Regions from separate parts of the Mus musculus genome. Here region 1 is linked to region 2. Evidence: chromatin contacts called from public Hi-C data. All regions are on one chromosome and are shown on one strand. Each heading gives the region's core, a stretch centred on a gene start, on an enhancer-like site or on the middle of the called end of the contact. The rest is flanking DNA. Distances are from core to core; before and after follow the strand shown.

Evidence for each region. A called contact is a pair of places that touch in the nucleus more often than the background predicts.
Region 1: a contact with region 2 is called in a Hi-C map of pre-megakaryocyte-erythroid progenitors, with 3 times the contacts expected there. The contact joins two enhancer-like sites. A contact is called at or near these places in 1 of 484 Hi-C or Micro-C datasets (pre-megakaryocyte-erythroid progenitors), 1 of 115 datasets of contacts at active chromatin or transcription factors (microglia) and 2 of 9 other capture datasets (adipose tissue and liver).

The regions. Positions count from the first base shown.
Region 1 is chr7:67,257,644-67,261,732 of GRCm38.p6, reverse strand. The region is part of intron 7 of Mef2a (myocyte enhancer factor 2A); the gene reads left to right. Among named protein-coding and RNA genes, the nearest start is that of Lysmd4, 37 kb to the right of the region's middle. Within about 2 kb of position 1,337, at least 42 of the 459 cell types and tissues checked have an H3K27ac peak or open chromatin away from gene starts, as enhancers often do. A contact at or near this core is called in liver and pre-megakaryocyte-erythroid progenitors, where this site is marked.
Region 2 is chr7:67,459,579-67,463,464 of GRCm38.p6, reverse strand. No RefSeq gene overlaps it. Among named protein-coding and RNA genes, the nearest start is that of Gm33926, 21 kb to the right of the region's middle. Within about 2 kb of position 1,459, at least 160 of the 459 cell types and tissues checked have an H3K27ac peak or open chromatin away from gene starts, as enhancers often do. A contact at or near this core is called in liver and pre-megakaryocyte-erythroid progenitors, where this site is marked.

The DNA.
Region 1 (4,089 bases), core at 88-2,587, 200 kb after region 2:
GATAGTACCCCTAAAGTCATAAAATTTTTATTATAATAAATTGTTTTGGTGAGTTTTTTTTTTCCCCCCTGATTTGATACTTTTTGTTTCATCTGTCATTGAAAACTTAAACTGGCAGTTGTACATGCTATAATTTATATAGCTCTGTCATGGTGACCGTCTGTTTGTTTACGGTTTACTATAAACACTTCACTGCTGAGTATAAATGTGTTACTCCGCTTATATTATAGCTCAGATGTTTATATAACTTTTAGCCTATATTGTAATGTCAAGATTGGGAAAACAATTGATATATTCAGCGCCTTCACTTAAAAAGGATTGTGGGGCTAGCTAGGTGGGAATAGTGTGTTTGTGTGTATTGTGTGTATGTTTTGCATACATGTACTTTCTCCCCAGCCTCTACCTACTTTTCTTAAAAATGTGTTGAGAAAGAAAAATATATTGGACTAGAAATAGAAAAGTTCAAGAAAAATCTGGAATTGTTCATGTTGCATGAAAGTGAAGGTTGGGGATTGCCTGTGCCAGAGGAGTGGAAGCTAAAAAGACAAATGAGCCGCATAGTGGTAGATGGACAGTTCTATGAAGAGGACATGGGAGTGGCAGAGGGTGACATTGATAGAGAGATTTAAAACATTATTTTGAGATGACAGCATTTATCTGGAGAAAGTAGCCCCTGGAAGTTGAATTTGAACTAAAGTTTAAGGGAAATAAAGCAGAAATCTGTACTTGCATGCTTCAGTCATCGTATTGCAGGAGAACTGATGAGGCCTCTGGCAGAGGAGAAAGTTGTATCTTTAGTGCAGTCTACCCAGGACAGATGAAGAAAGATTGGATTTTGAAAGTAGGGCACAAATGTTTTTTATTCAATATTTCTGATATGATCCATATTGTCCATTATGTGTGAATTGTCATCAAACTAAGTGAATGTGTCATTGATTATTTCAAAATCATGATCTTTTTTTGTATCTTAGTAAGTTTTATATCTTCATATAAATGACATTTTATGATGTTTCTATGTATTCCTGCATATGTATTGAATAGTGTGTTGAGCATGTCAGTTTTGTTATTTGTCACTGTGTAACCCTGGCTGGCCTGAAGCTCACTATGTAGACCAGGCTGGCCTCAAACTCAAACTGCTCTGCCTGCCTCTGCCTCCCAAGTACTAAAATTAAAGGTGTGTGCTACCACTTCCAATTTGAATCTTGCTTGAGGTTTTTATAGAGTCTGCTGAAGTTTGTTTGACAGCTGGACTTCAAAAGTGGCTTCATAGTAAACCATTAATGAAATAGTCACCTACTGTTTAGTGCTAGAAGAGCAGTAGTCCTAAGGCCATGGAGAAACTTGCCATCCACTCAAATACATTGCTTCAAATGACAGGGTTCAGATTCTGAACTATGCGATGAACTGATGTAATGGAACAACATACCTTCTATCAATAGGACCGTAATTAAGATGAGGCCTGTTCAGTTTCTGGAGGCATAGGTATATGGTTTACTCAAGAGTGTTTTTGTTAGGATAAGCTACCATTCAACTTTTAACAATAATCATACTAACTTAAATTTATTCAATTAAAAAGACAAATCATCCTGTGCAGGGTCCCCATTATAGAACTTAAACAAGCCGAGAGGCACGCACCCATACAGTCTAAGAGAATAGCAAGCTTGCACTGGAGATTAGCTTCAGCCTGGCATGTTGCCAGACACTTACATCATCCTGTACTCACTATCTGCTGTGGTGCCCTGGTGGAACACTAAGATACTGTGCTTTTAACCCCACTTCCATTCTTGTAACTTGATTCTTGTAGTTTACTATGCTCTCATATAAAATGCATTATAGATTTCACATGGGAAAGATGCATTCATGCTTCTTAATGATATATGCATCTAAATTACATATTTGCATAATCTAATAATAATAATAATAATACTAAAATAGTGTGTGTGGGGGGGTGTTTTTTGTTTTAGATTTTAGCTTGGGTCCATGAATAGCCTTTCAAGTATTGGAGAATCAGAACACACATTCTTGCAATTATGTATTAACAGAAACCTCGTTAACCTTATTGCTCTGCAGTATAAAAGTCTATTAAGTTCTTCTAACTTTGAATATGTTACTTGTAAAATATTTTTTATCCTCCAGATAACAAAATCTGGATTAGCTCTTCATTGAGTTCTGTTCTGCTCCATAAGTGAATAATCTAGAGAGAAGAGTTGATGTTTTTCCCTCAACAACCACACTGCTCTTTGAAGCTTACAGGAGATGCAGGAAAAGAGATTGAACCCAGATGGAATACATTCTGCTTCAAGACATTGAAAGCAGAATACAGGAAATAGCCTCACAAAATTAACGAAAATAACAGTCCCCACAACAAAATAAAGTCACACACAAATAGAATTGCTATGTCACGTGTTAAAATGTTTGCAAATGTGAGACTTGGTTGAACTGTCAGGGACAGTGTAGTTAGTCATCTTCCAAGTGCACCTTCCGAGCAGATGCGGCCGTTCTTAGAGGCCACTGCCTTTCTGTGTTCAGGTGCCAGCTTATGAGAATCGTAGTTAGGAGGTTGCAGAGTTGATTCTGTCATAGTTGTTACACAAATATTTTTATAATAGTATTTTTGACTCTTAAAGTAATGTTTATAAGAAGATAATTATAGTAAGGCCTCTATTTTCTTTAAAACTTTATCTTCCCAAACTTTTAACCATCTTTCTAAGCATAGTAACGATTTAATTTTTCATTTTTATTATTTATTTTATGTGTGGGGGTGTTTTACCTGCATGCCTGTCTGTGCACTATCTGTTACCCCAAGAAGCCTGAAGAAGGCACCGGATCCCTTACAACTGTAGTTACAAGTGGCTGTGAGCTGCCATGTGTATGCTTAGCATTGAACTCTGGTCCTCTGGGAGAGCAACCTTAACTCTTAACTACCAAGTTATCTCTCCACCCCCCTAATTTTAAGTTTTCAAATTCAAGACTGGCAAACTAGCTAATTAGGTAAACATGCTTGCCCCCAGATCTGATAGGCTGAGTTCAATCCCCAGATTCCACATGATAGAAGATAAGAACCAAGCCATACAAGTTGTCCTCTGATTTCCAGGCATGCCCCTCCCCTACAAATAAATGTAATTTTAAAAATTATAGAATTCATATATCAATTTATCATTTGACTATATATTACTAAGTGTGCCTGAAATTGCTTTGTAAATCTCAAGATAGTATACCAAGTAAACATAGTTCTGTTTCATTCAAGAAGTTCTACAGAATTAAAATGTGTGTGGTGTATGCATGTGTGTGTGTGTGTGTGTGTGTGTGTGTGTGTGTGTGTGCGTGTGTGTGCACGCGCGCACTAGTGTGCTGTGTCATGCCGGCATGTTGACAGAGGTTGATGTTGTGATGGCTTCTTGAACCTCGTCATCTAATTTTTGGAGGCGGGTTCTCACTAAACTGTTGCTTGCACTTCCAATCCCTAGGTCTGATTGCTTCTACCCCACCGTTACCACTGGGGTTGCAAACTTGTACCATCATTCATGTCTTTCTTTTAAGATTTACTTTTATTTGTGTGTGCATGTGTGTGTACATTGCGCGCACCATGTGTTTGCATGTCCAAGTGTGTGGAGGTGCTCTCGGGAAGAAGAGCAGGAGCCATAGATGGTTGTGGGTGGTTAGGAATTGAGCTTACATGATCTGTGAAAGCAGCAAACGCTCGTAACCACTGAGCCTTCTCTTCAGTCCTAACACCTGGCTTTGGCCGTCCTGCTTGCACAGAAAACACTTTACCCATCAAGCCATTTCCCCAGCCTGCTGATAGGTTCTTTTGTAAGGTTTTTTGATTTTAAGTACTCTCACTTGCATATTCTGTGGCGTATGTTCTGTGATACTGGGGTACGGTTCAGAAAGCTTGTGCTTATAGCTATCTCTTGTAGTCTTTTCCTTTAGCAACTTCAGTACTCCAGTTTTTTGTTTTTGTTTTTTTTTTTTTTAAAGGTCTTTGATTCACTTTGAGTTGATTTTTATGCAGGGTTAGAGATAGGGATCTAATTTCATTTCTGTGCGGCTGTATATCCAGTTTTGCCAACACCATCTATTGAATAG
Region 2 (3,886 bases), core at 210-2,709:
TTGGCTCATAAAAAGGACAACAAGGGGCAGGGTGGTGCAGAGAAGGGCTTTAGTGAGGGAGGGAGGGAGATAGGTACCTCTTCAAAGATTGAAGTCAAGATCCCAGGGAGAGCATTCAGGTCACCCCAGGAAGAAACCCCCTCCTTCAGGAGTCCAGGGTGAGCCATAATCCCTGCTCAGAGTCTCATTTCTTTAAACCTAAACGAAGGGAAAGGGGTCACACCCACAGTATCCTCTCAACCAGCACCCTGAGAAGCTGACGGCCGGCTGACCAATGCGCAGGGGCAGGGACATTTTGACCTTTGTTCCCTGCTTCAAAATGAAGTAGCACAGGGCTTGTGGTCACATACCTGCTGAGTGAGTGATGGGCTCCTTGGGACACATATGAAGAAAGTCACAAGCCTAAAGAGGGGCTGTGCACTCAGGAATGCTGTCCTTTCCCTCCTCCCCTCAAAGCTGTGACCCCATTCTCCTCGCTCCATCCTTTATGCTCTCCCTCCATCTCTGTTTTCCACAGAGGGGAAAGGCGTTTTGATTATGAAGCATTTCTGGGGCTGCTTAGGTCTGCCAAGTGCTGGGCTCTTCGTTAGCCCCCCTTCTCAGCCTCTGCCTGAGTGGAGACAGCAGCATTATCTCTTCATTACAGGTTTAGGAGCGCTGACCAAGAAAGGTCAGAAGGCTGCCTGCCCAAGGTCAGACACCCTGCAGCCCAGGGTATGACGGAGGCCCTGCCTGATTCTCCAGCACGGAGCTTGGGAGCATTTGGGCCACAAGAGCTGGATCAGAGCTCCAGTCAGTCTCTGGAGCCAGAAACTGCTGGAGGGAGACACGGACACCCACTGGAAGAGGTGAGGCTGCAGATGTGATCGGCGTGGGGAAGTCAGACAGATAAGAGCTGAGGGACCAGACAGGCAGGCTTCAGTTTTGGTACTTAGACTAGACTTTTAACCCACAGCCCCATGCAAATTTGATTCATTGGACAGTCAGAGAAGAGTATGGAAAAGGAGGCCTTCAAGCACAGGGCTACATCCACAGGGCTCATCAAAGATGCTCGAATGAGTCTTCCCGGTCAGGGACTCTGCTCCTGATGGCACAGCTTTTGGATGTGTTCTCTGCTTTTTGTATCCAGGACACTCTGGAGTGGAAAGCCTATTCTGCCCTCTAACAGCCTGTGGGCAGGGTCACTGTGACCTGGCCATGGGAGTGTTGGAGGAGAGCCAGCCCAGAGTTGTCACAGTCCACTGTGGCCAGCAGAAAGCCCACTCTACTCTTGCCCCAGAGCCTGCCTCACCACCTGGGTTGTGTTCCAAGCAGCTGGGCTTTGGGGAAGCTGGGACTTGGAGAGAATCCATTTGACCAGTGAGCTGCACGTGGCCGGGTGCCGGGGCGCCTGGGGAAGTGTGGTGTTCCAGACATGGTCACCGCCCTGTCTCCTCACCACTTCCTGCCCGAATGCAGAAGCTGAGTCTGACTGGGGTAGGGATCTGGTGACTAAGGACAGAATGGATGCTAGGGACAGCAGAATGGGGAGCTCCAGGTTCGCAGTGCTCCCTCTCACAGCTCCACAGTGCTCCCTCTCACAGCTCCATCTGCCTCCCCCGCACCTGACCTCCTTCTGCAAGAAGCAAATCTTCTATCAGGTTAAATGCCTGCAGCTGGGTGTGCTCAGGAGACAAAGAACAGAAACTGAAGATGTATGGTGTAGGGTCCATCAGAAGAGAGCCTCTTGGGTACGCTCAGCTTTTGTTGGAATCTGCTCTTTATCTGGTCGAGCCCTACAGTTAGGCTCTGACATATATCCCTTGTCCCCAGCTGCTAGGAGCTGGGTGGTACATTCACCCACATCCTGATCTCTCAGCTACAGCACAAACCCCCTTGACTAAGCCTTCTTCTGCACAAGGCAACTGTAGGCCAATGGGGAGACAGTCCGGAAATGTGTTATGTCTGCCCTGTTCTCCCTGGATGAGCAAGCTGACCCCCCATGACATTACTTGCCAGGGGATATGGCAGAGATGAAACTAGAATCAGGTGCACACAGAAGCATTTCCTGGTCCTACCCCATGGCTGACTTGGTTACCTGCAGAAGACTCCAGGAATCTGTGTGGACTACCATATCCCCCAACAGCCAGCTTGGTTCTGTTGTACACCAAAGCCCAAGAAACTCTTCCTAGCCAAGGAAAGGGCAGACTGTGGAGTGTCATGGGCAGCCGTCCCATTATGAGGTGACCTTCAGGTTCTAATTGGGAACCAACCGTAAGACAAGCCCTCCAGAAATTTTACTCTACCCTGAGACAGTTGAAAATCCTGATGCACAGCCTGAACCCCGCCAGCGAACCCCAGATTACCGAGGGTTAGACCCAGTTTCCCGCACTTAAAATTTTAAATTAATACATATAAATCTAAAACTTACACACATTAATGGGGAACCATGGAATGTGTCCTCATTGCTTAGTGTTTATCTCCTTGAACATTTAGGCATCAGCACACTTTCAAGTTCCGGAGGTGATTCTGATGAGGCCAACAGCCACCTGCTTGCATGCTTTCCAAGCCAGCAGGCATCTCATCCTGCAGGAGGGCTGTGAACCAGTCAGACCCTTTTCCTTAGGTTCTGTTTTAAGATCTGCATTTCTAAGATGCTCCTAGGCAATACTGGTGCTTCAGGAGTGAAGCCAATGAGGTAGAAGAAGAGGCAGAGGAAAAGCCACACGTAGATCCCAGTAGCCATCGTTAAGGTGTGACGGAGGCTTTCCAGAACAGGTCCTACCTGGTCCTATTTACCTAAGTGGTGACATGCTGCTCCCCGGGGCAGGTTCTTCCACACACCCAAGCTATGCATGGGAACCTACCCTCTTTCTTTGAGTCTAATTGCTGCTATATAGATGGGGAATTGGGACCTGGTGTTCAGGGCCCTAGGGAATGGCTGGGCAAGTTACACACCATCAGGAGCCACCATCCCATGAGCCTGAACTATGCCCTCTTCCTCCCACTTGTTGTCAAGCCTAAGAGGCTTCCTGCTTAAAGCCCAGCAGGTCGCCATGGAGATTTTCATAGCGTGCTTCCAAAAACCCAATGCCTATGTTTGCTTTAACTGTTCAGCAATGCCCCTTGGTGTTTTCCAAAGGAGCTGTCTCTTCCTTGTGGCCCCTAATGATGGGATGGTTAGATCTGGCTTGTGGTACATGGGTGGTACCCACCAGACTTCATCCTCCATCCTACTTAGCCTGGCTGACCCAGACAACCCTGCACTAGGTTCTTGGCTTGGGAGGAGCCCAGGGCCTCCCTCGCTGCCACCACACATTTCTGATTCCGTCTCCTCCCCAGGGAGATAAACCTGCTGGAGGAATTTGTTTTCTCAGGCAGTGCACACTGCATCCCACAGAAGTGCAGCTGAGTCACTGTGCTGGTTTCCTCCGAGAGCCGCCTCCCTTCCAGCCTGCTCAGGCTTCTCCTTTCCGGGAGGCGCTTCCTGACCTGACTACGTGTCCTGGGTGGTTCTGTCTTGTGATCCGAGACCAGCTGCCACCACATTCCTTCCATGACACTTGGCTGGTGTGGGTGGGCAGCTGTGAGTGGGCTCTTATCGGTGGGGCCCCCCACTACAAAGAGAACTCAGCGGCCCAGGAGGCCAGCTGGTGGGGGACAAAGGTCCACAGGCATCCCACAGGGAGAAAGAAGGTGGGAAGAGCTCGTTGGGGGTTGTGGGACCATCCGACTTATGAGATGGGTGCCACCTCTATGGGGTGTGAAGATGCTGGAGAAGAATGCGCAAGTCAACTGGTGCCAGCATTCTTGATGCTGAGATCAGGGCTCATAAAGCCAAGCAACCTCTCCCTCACTCGCACTCAAGACTTCACCCCAAACCTCCCTCTTCCCAAAACCTTATCGG